2 separate regions of the Mus musculus genome follow, and region 2 is linked to region 1. The links are chromatin contacts, called in public Hi-C maps. All regions are on one chromosome and are shown on one strand. Each heading gives the region's core, a stretch centred on a gene start, on an enhancer-like site or on the middle of the called end of the contact. The rest is flanking DNA. Distances are from core to core; before and after follow the strand shown. Region 1 has its middle 12 kb from the start of Gm41110. Region 2 has its middle 3.3 kb from the start of Gm32123.

Region 1 (4,128 bases), core at 984-3,483:
GCCCCCACCGGCCTGCAGAAGCCTGTGCACACAGACTCCCACCTCAGCACAGAGCCCACATGTGTTTCTGCTCAGTGGGGGAGACTAAACGGAGCCAGATGTACCTGGGCAGCCCACAGCAGAAGCAATGATTTAACATCCTAGGTATGTGGGGATTAGCTTGCCTCAGAGCTCCCATGGAGGGGAGGGCCTTGCTTGCTGGCCTGCTAATGGATTCAGCAGAGATGCCTCACAGGCCGGACACAGCGTGTGGCATGTTTTGTGTAACATGGAGTATGCACGACACGTTCTGCCCATGACTATGCTGGTGTATATGCCTGTAGTGGTGCGCAGTGGAGCTGCATCTGCAAGCACTGTGCGTATGACAGCTGTGGCCATGATGGCTGTGCTGTGACTGAGACGTTTTGATGAGTCTGTCCGTGGTAACTGTATTTTGTTCCTGGGATGACCACCACTGCCTTTCCATGGCTCCTGGAACAGGACCTGCTTTTTCCACTGAGGAGCCCTCTGGGAAGCTTCCCATCTGCCTTGTTCTTTCTTAGCCCCGCCTGAGGATCCCCGACCCCACTGGGTTGTGTTTTTGTTTTTGTTTGTTTGTTTTTACTGCATGACCAGCCATTTATGCAAGACCATGGTCATCCCTCCCAAACTGGAGCTCAGAGACCACTCAACACATGATTTCCAAATGGCATCCTTTGGGGTTCTTTGGTGTTTGCAATGTACTTGAGCCAGGCTTGTGTAGGGATGAAGAAGGCCAAGGCCCCTGTCTTAATCAGACCATGCTAGCCCTTGTTTATTCTCTCTATCCAGGAAAACCAGTTAAGCTACTGACTGGCTGTCCTGTATCTTACCACAGATGAGGTCTTTTCCCTCGGAATGTTCTAGAATCCCTGGAGAGTCGTGGGCCAATGGAGGGGGTCAGGCCAGGCAAGGGGAGATACAGCCCACAAAGTCAGCTCTTTATTCTCCCAGTTGGCTTTGCCTGGTGTGACCCAGGAAAAGGGGGCCTGCCCTGTGTGTCTGCCATGCAGTCGGGCAGCCACAGACAGCATGCTTTTCAAATTCTGGGCCCCTGGCAAGGAAGCAGGAGGCAGGCAAGAGCTGAGTACAACCTCGGAGGTAGCCTGGGTTTTATTTGCTCAGCTGTGGTCAAAGGCCAATGCTGGCCACCCACACCGGGCTCGGCAATTTCACCTGAGGACAACTGTACTTTTAACTCCCGAGGTCCTGTGATGCCAAGGGTATGGATTGGCATAGGTCCGGCAGTAGGTGCTTCTAGGGACTCCCTTAGGCACAGTGGACACATGCCTGTGGCCCGATACTCTTGGCACCCACCAAAACATAATGGTTTTATTTCTCTTAAAATGAAAAGAAGCAAATTAATTTTTGGATCAAGTCTTTTAGTAGAGCATGTTTTTCATCTCTGCCCTTATACATTTGTAAAATAATGTTACTGTGTTGTAGCAACTCCATATCTGTAGAGGAAGGCCTGTGCTTTAGAAATGTATCACTAAAATCAGGATAAAGGCATGAGGTACCCTGAGGCTGTGACAGGGAACATCGGGGTTTTATCAGCTTGGATGCTGTAACAGTGCCACCAAACAGGTTGTGTGGCTAGGAGCTGTTAAACAATGCAAACTTGTTCCATCGGCTCACCACCCTTGAGGAGCCCAATAGGGTGTCAGAAGGGGTGGTTGCTTCTCTCTCTCTCTCTCTCTCTCTCTCTCTCTCTCTCTCTCTCTCTCTCTCCCTCTCTCTCCCTCCTTCCCTCCCTCCCTCCCTCCCTCCCTCCCTCTGTATGTCTATGAGTGTGTATCTCTGTCTATGTATTCCCTCATGAAAACACCCATCATACTGAATTTAGAGCTACCCCAATGGCTTCATTTTTAACAGTCATCTCTTTAAAGACCTTGTCTCTAAATACAGCCCCATTCTGGGGTCCCAGAGTTTAGAACTTCAAAACTTCAACACAGGAATTACAACTCAGTTCTAAATAAAGTATGGTCACTCCATATTCTTCCCCTGAAATCCTTCCCCTCCCTCCCTCCCTCCCTCCCTCCCTCCCTCCCTCCCTCCCTCTCTCCCTCTCTCCCTGTCTCTTCTTCCACCACCCCCCCCCCCCCGCCCAGCTCTCTGCTATTAGAGGAAACACTCTTCAACTCCCTGTTCACTCTATAGTCCTGGGAGTCAGCTGATGTCACGACTGGCTTTGTACAAGCTAGAGCTGCCAGATGGGACACAAAGTACTGCTCGTGCTGGGAGTGGACTGAGGTCTCTTCCCTTTGGATGCCAGAGCTTGATGGAGCTGCACTTGTGGATACTCGGTGTTCTGATTCTTGGGGCCATTAGGTGGTGTCATGAGCTGGTAGAACTCACAGAGACAAAGAAATCCTGGTCTACCTGCTCCATTCTCCTCTGCCCCATCCTCACTGTGCCCATGTTATAGAGTCTGTCTTGGGCTGTCTTGATAGTGAAGGAGGTAGATTCCCTAGTTTTGAACAGTAAAGGATGTGGGCAGATCCTGATCTCTGGGATGCCAGGGATTCATAATGTTTTACTAGGGCTTTGCCAGGGGAAGATGTTTAGAGACTCAGGAAATAGCTTCCAGCCACTGATGTTTCAGTAAAGGCTACAGAGCTGGCTCAACTCTCTGGGAAGTCCAGTACCTCTCAAGCATAATGATCTGGTAGTTATGGTGAAATTAGCTTGGATTTCAGATAGGAACTCCAGAGGGTAATCTAAAAATGAAGACAAAAGAGGAAGAGGAGGAGGAGGAGAGAGGAGGAGGAGAGAGAGGAGGAAGGGAAGAGAAGGAAGGGGGAGAGGACATGGGGAGAGAGGCAGAGAAGAATAGAGGAAGAAGAAAGGGAACGAACAGGAAGAAGAAAAAGAGGAGAAAGGGAGGAGGGAGGGAGGAAGAGGAGGTGATGTGGTGATGTAGAGGTAAGGTTGTATCTGAGCTGCCCTCTCTTGTGCTTGCCCTGGTGTAATGACCTGACCTTCTCCAGGCTCTCCAATGTGGATGCACAAACCTTCTCACAGCTCAGTAATCTTATCCTGGTGGGTGGTTTCAGAGTCAGAGTTGGAGTGGGGGCATGGATGTGATCATTCCAGATCTATGACAGACACTTATCCTGGGGCAGGAGGGGCAGATCCATGGAACTGGTCTGGGGTCTGGTACCCGGACCTGAGAAACAGGTGATACAGGGGGAAAGGATCTAGGGATACACTCTACATCTCTCTCTCTCTCTCTCTCTCTCTCTCTCTCTCTCCCCCTCTCTCTCTCCCTCTCCCTCCCTCTCTCTCTCCCTCTCTCTCTCTCTCCACCTCCCATGTATAATAAAGTAGCAGAGCTGGAAGCTGAAGGACTAGAATTAGCTCTTAGCAGATGGGTAAATGATCTCGATGAATACCTGCGCCCGTGTTCCAGTCTTGGGTCTGGGGTGGCAAAGACAGGAAGACAAGTGGCAAATGTGCTGCTATAAGACAGGCTCATGTCCTCTTTGAAATAATCTTATTTTTTCCCTCATCATTTAAAAAGTTGAGACTTATTTAAAATATATACAGAAAATGCAGCCAAGTGGAAAAAAGGTAGACTTGATTCCAGTAAATCCCCTAACCAGAGACAAGCACCATGGGCACTGTGGTCCATCCTTTTCCCCTGCACCACTTCCTGTGTGACAGACACAGCAATTCAAATGCAGAGTGGAGTGACAGAGGTCTTCTTTGGAGCCCTCATAACTACAACAGAGGGTGGTCAGTAGTATCAATTTTACCTCTCCTATGACATCATTTCATGGTAGCTGAGCCAGGGCTCATAAGGAAGGCCACCCTGTCCTCGGAAACAAAGTTGGCTTTGACAGATAGCAAGGTGGCAGGCAAGGTGCTTTAGATGGGTGAAGGAAACCAGCTAAGTCATAAAGGTGAGAGCCAAGTCCATGGCTTTTCAGCATTGGAGAGAAGCCAGAGCAAAGGGATATACATTGGGTGTGGGCCTGTGCACCATGCATGTGTTAGGGTGGGTAAGGGGGAAGCAGCAGCGCTGAGCTGGCTGGAGTCAGCCTTCCAGAGCCATGACGTATGAGACATAACAGCTCAAGCTGTCTCTCCAAGGCTCCCGGGAACTAC
Region 2 (4,128 bases), core at 458-2,957, 200 kb after region 1:
GTAGAATCCTTTGTGATCTAATGGCTTCCTACCTGCTCTTCTGCATTCCCTTACACCAAGCACCTGCTGTAGCTGAAGTGGCTGCGGCTGAGCATCTGTGATGTTTTGTGACATATTTCTAGCGATAGTAAAAAACTCCTGTTGTACGGAAATCCTCTTTTCAAATTAAATAGAGAGCTTGACACAGAGCTCCAGTGTCAGGCCTTTCATCTCCTCTGTAGACTGATCTCGTCACCGCATTATGTAGTCTCTGAGATGAGACAGTGCTGTGAACATTCATGTATCACAATTGTCTGAATCATTACAATATTTACTTTTAAATCTCCATTTCAGGTGTCGGAATGATACACACTGTTGAAAGTTACACGTTTTATCTGCGCCTTCTTTCAATCATGTTTAATTGTGCTGTTATTGGTCATCAAGCAACACATCAGAGGCTGGGTATGGGGAACAAAAGGTCATAGTCTTTGCCCTCTAGAAACTCACTTGGGGAGCATGCATGGAAGTGGTAATATGGCTAAGTTCCTGGCACCAAGAGTGGGCCAGCAGCACATAGACAGTCCCCGTGAGAGGGCCATTAGGAAGCTAGGACTTGAACTCTGTTAGTGCACATGTGCCATAATCAGGGTGAGTGTCTTTGTCAGGCCTCAGTAGATTAAACAGAAGCATTGAATAAGCTACCTCCCATGTCCCAGGAAGAAAGGAACAGCCTTAGGTAGAGGGAAAACATGGATAAAGTCTCAGGACTATGCCAGGTCATGATGGAACTCTGGTGATAAAATGGGGTGAACACCATACTTGTAAGCTCACAAATATTACAAATATTAGCGAGGCACCTATCACCCAGAGGGACCACAAAAATAAAGATGCAAGCCGGGCAGTGGTGACGCACTCCTTTAATCCCAGCACTTGGGAGGCAGAGGCAGGCAGATTTCTGAGTTTGAGGCCAGCCTGGTCTACAGCATGAGTTCCAGGACAGCCAGGACTACACAGAGAAACCCTGTCTTGAATAAATAAATAAATAAATAAATAAATAAATAAATAAATAAATAAATAAATAAATAAATAAATAAAATAAAGATGCAGACTCTGTCCTAGGAATGTTTCTGGCTTGGATGGGAAAATAAGATGTGTGCCCCAGGTTTGGGGAGATACAGCTCAGCGATAGAGTGGTTGCCTTGGGCTCAAAACATGGAGAGGGGAGAGATGTATTGGTAATCAACCAGGACAGGTTATCTGTTACAGAATGAAGGTCCGAGTCCCCGCTCTTACTCCGTAGAAAAAGTGAAAGTTCTAGCCTTTAATGGAGTTGTGTTTGGAGACAAAGCCTCTAAAAGAAGTCGTAAGGGTGGGGGCTCTAGTTCCATAAGATTAGTGAACTTGAGAAAGCAAGTGTTCTCCACAGCCCCCTCCCTCAGAACACACCAAATTAAAATTATCAAGTCCCAATGATGGTCCAGGAGCTGAACTAATCAGAACCTTGACCTTGAACTTCTAAGTGCCAGGATGGTGAGGAAATTGGGATCTTATATTGGAGCTTCCCCACCCTATCGCTGTGATATTTGCTGCAGGAGCCTGCACAATCTTGCCATGGGGGAGAACACGGGGGTTCTGATGATGGAAGAGACTGCCTGTTAGCTGCCGAGCTAGAACTGGTTGCAGAAGGCGGCGGCCCTGACTGAGCCTGGAAACATCTGGAAGCACTTAGATTTAAGGGAGATTCATAGTGGGGGAACATTCCAGCTTAAGGAAATACCAGGAGCTGTTGGGCAGTAGGAAAGTCAGTGTGAGGCCCACTGGGCTCATACTATAGAAGACAGTGAAGGTCCGGGGACAAATGTGGCGTTTCGGCCCGTGTTACCGAGTTTTGACAAGTTTCATTGAGTCTTGTGCTTTGGAAGAAAGACCAAGAGGTGCTGGAAGTGGCTCAACTGGGGGGTGGCTACGGAAATATAGGGGAGCTACAGCAGCTACAGCAGCTACAGCAACTATGGTGCAGTCCAGAGCAACGGGGAAGGGAAGGTGGCCAGAGAGATGCAGGAGTGCAGAGCCACTGAATTCTGTAGCCATTGGAAGGCAGAGGAGAGCAGGAAATAGGAGTCAGTTGTGACAAGGTACACTCTGCAGATCATTCTACTACTGCCAACTTCTAAGCCATTCACGGTTAAGCAGTCCCACCTTGATGTGAGGACGTGTCCTTGGAAGGGTTAGTTAACGCTGCACCCAAGGCGCTGTTCTTCTCTGACATTCAAGGCTGCTGCCCAATTTTAGCTCAAGGGATGAGGTCATTAGTAGTAGAATAGAGTAAGTTTGAAACAAAGATGAAATAGTCCTTCCAGATTTCCCAAACCCAAAGTGACAGCACACCGTTGGTGAAGTGTCCGTGTCTGTCAGATGACGGTAAGTGAGCGGATTTGGGGGTCCAAGGAACTCACGGTCAGCAGAAAACAGATCGGTGGACACAGCAACACCTAGAGTGTGAGCAAAGAAAAAAAATTCACAAGGAAATCAAAGGTTTTAGAACAATGGGGACTCAAGCCATGCTGCTGTCAGATGGGGGACCATGGGAGACCTAGGTGTCAGGAGAGAAGTGTGATCGACCAATCGTACCAATGAATGTAGATTCTAGAAAGCTAGAATGGAACCACTCATTTGTACTATGAGAAGAGGAAAAGTCCTCCTCCCTCTGCTCTGGACAGCTGAACCCTCTTCTGCCCAAGGGAGAACTCTGGACCAGGCAGGCACCACACCCATAGGATGGGTCTGAGCACCTGATCTTCTGCACTCCAGAGAGCTTTATTATACTTTATGATATAACCAAAGGTGTGTAGGGAGGTACAATGAGCAGCCTGTACCTAGGGGGAATGCCACAGAACATCCCAGCCAATGTCACAATCCTGAGCACTTGGCCCCAAGTTGTCATTTCCTTAGCATGTATGGAGACTGCCTGTATATGATGTAGGAGTGCAGGTTAGGCCCCGTGCATCATTTCCAAGAACTTACACGGAGTGCCAAAGTTATTATCCAGCCACAGGTCATCCACACAAGGGCCTCTAGTACAGAACATGAACTGATGGTCCCTGGAAACTTCTGGAAAGGTGTTATCAATTTTGGTTTTTTGTTTAACTAGAACCAAGTCCTAGAACACTAGAATTAGTTGACCATATATGAAAACTCTAAAAACATTGATGTTGAAAGGATTCCATGTTCTGTCTTCTTTCAAGTTCCCCTGGAGTTTCAGTGGTTGCATCTGCCAGACAGAAGAGAAGCTACGCAAGAACACGTCTACAGCAGCCCATCTAAAATGTTGGAGAAGCCTTCTATCCATTCTGCAAAGAACTCAGCCCCAGGCCAACTCCACCTCCTCACTGATGCAAACACAGGCTCTGCATTCTTCCAGAACATTCCATCCCTGCTCTTCAGTTAGCCCTCAGTGGACAAGGGAGACAAGATGAAGAGAGGTGTGAGCAAGCGCTGACCTACACCACATTGGCCCTGGCTTCATTTCTGTGTCTGTGGTCAAACATCCTAACGAAATGCAACTTAGGCAAGAAAGAGTTTACTCGGCTTATAATTCCAGGTTACAGTGCATCATTAGGGGAATGGCATCACCAGGGCAGGAAGGTGAAACCAGTCATACCACATCCAGTCAAGACCAAAGAGAAACGGATATATTCATACTCGTTTGCTTGCTTGCTTGTGCTCAGCCTCATCTCTTACACAGTTCAGGAACCCCTGCCTAGGGAATGGTACCCCCCACACACACCTTGGTGGTCTGAGCCTTCCCACATCAGTTAACTCAGTTAAGACAGTCTCCACAGACATGCCCATCATCTGACACAGTGTAGACCAACCCTCACTGAAACCCTCTTCCCAAATAAGTCTAAGTTGTGTCAGGTTGGCAACTAAAGCTAGCCATCAAAATACCTCTGAACCTTTGGGTGCTTAGAAATTGCCCTCTAAAGATCCAAATATCCTTTGACCAACCCATGCTGGAATTAATGCAAGATGCTGGACTCGTCCCTCACCAGGGGGCCCTGAACATAGCATGCTTAGAGTCATTTCTGTGGTACAAAACCATCCAAGTAGGAGCACAGAAGACCCAGTCACCCATTTCTTTGTCCTCCT

What was found. A called contact is a pair of places that touch in the nucleus more often than the background predicts.
Region 2: a Hi-C map of uterus shows a contact between it and region 1, with 7 times the contacts expected there. The contact joins two enhancer-like sites. A contact is called at or near these places in 4 of 484 Hi-C or Micro-C datasets (cerebellum and uterus), 1 of 115 datasets of contacts at active chromatin or transcription factors (fibro-adipogenic progenitors) and 1 of 9 other capture datasets (embryonic tail).

Annotation. Positions count from the first base shown.
Region 1 is chr14:24,900,793-24,904,920 of GRCm38.p6, forward strand. No RefSeq gene overlaps it. Among named protein-coding and RNA genes, the nearest start is that of Gm41110, 12 kb to the left of the region's middle. Within about 2 kb of position 2,234, at least 22 of the 459 cell types and tissues checked have an H3K27ac peak or open chromatin away from gene starts, as enhancers often do. A contact at or near this core is called in uterus, where this site is marked.
Region 2 is chr14:25,103,879-25,108,006 of GRCm38.p6, forward strand. No RefSeq gene overlaps it. Among named protein-coding and RNA genes, the nearest start is that of Gm32123, 3.3 kb to the right of the region's middle. RefSeq lists an enhancer at 3,277-4,128. Within about 2 kb of position 1,708, at least 25 of the 459 cell types and tissues checked have an H3K27ac peak or open chromatin away from gene starts, as enhancers often do. A contact at or near this core is called in uterus, where this site is marked.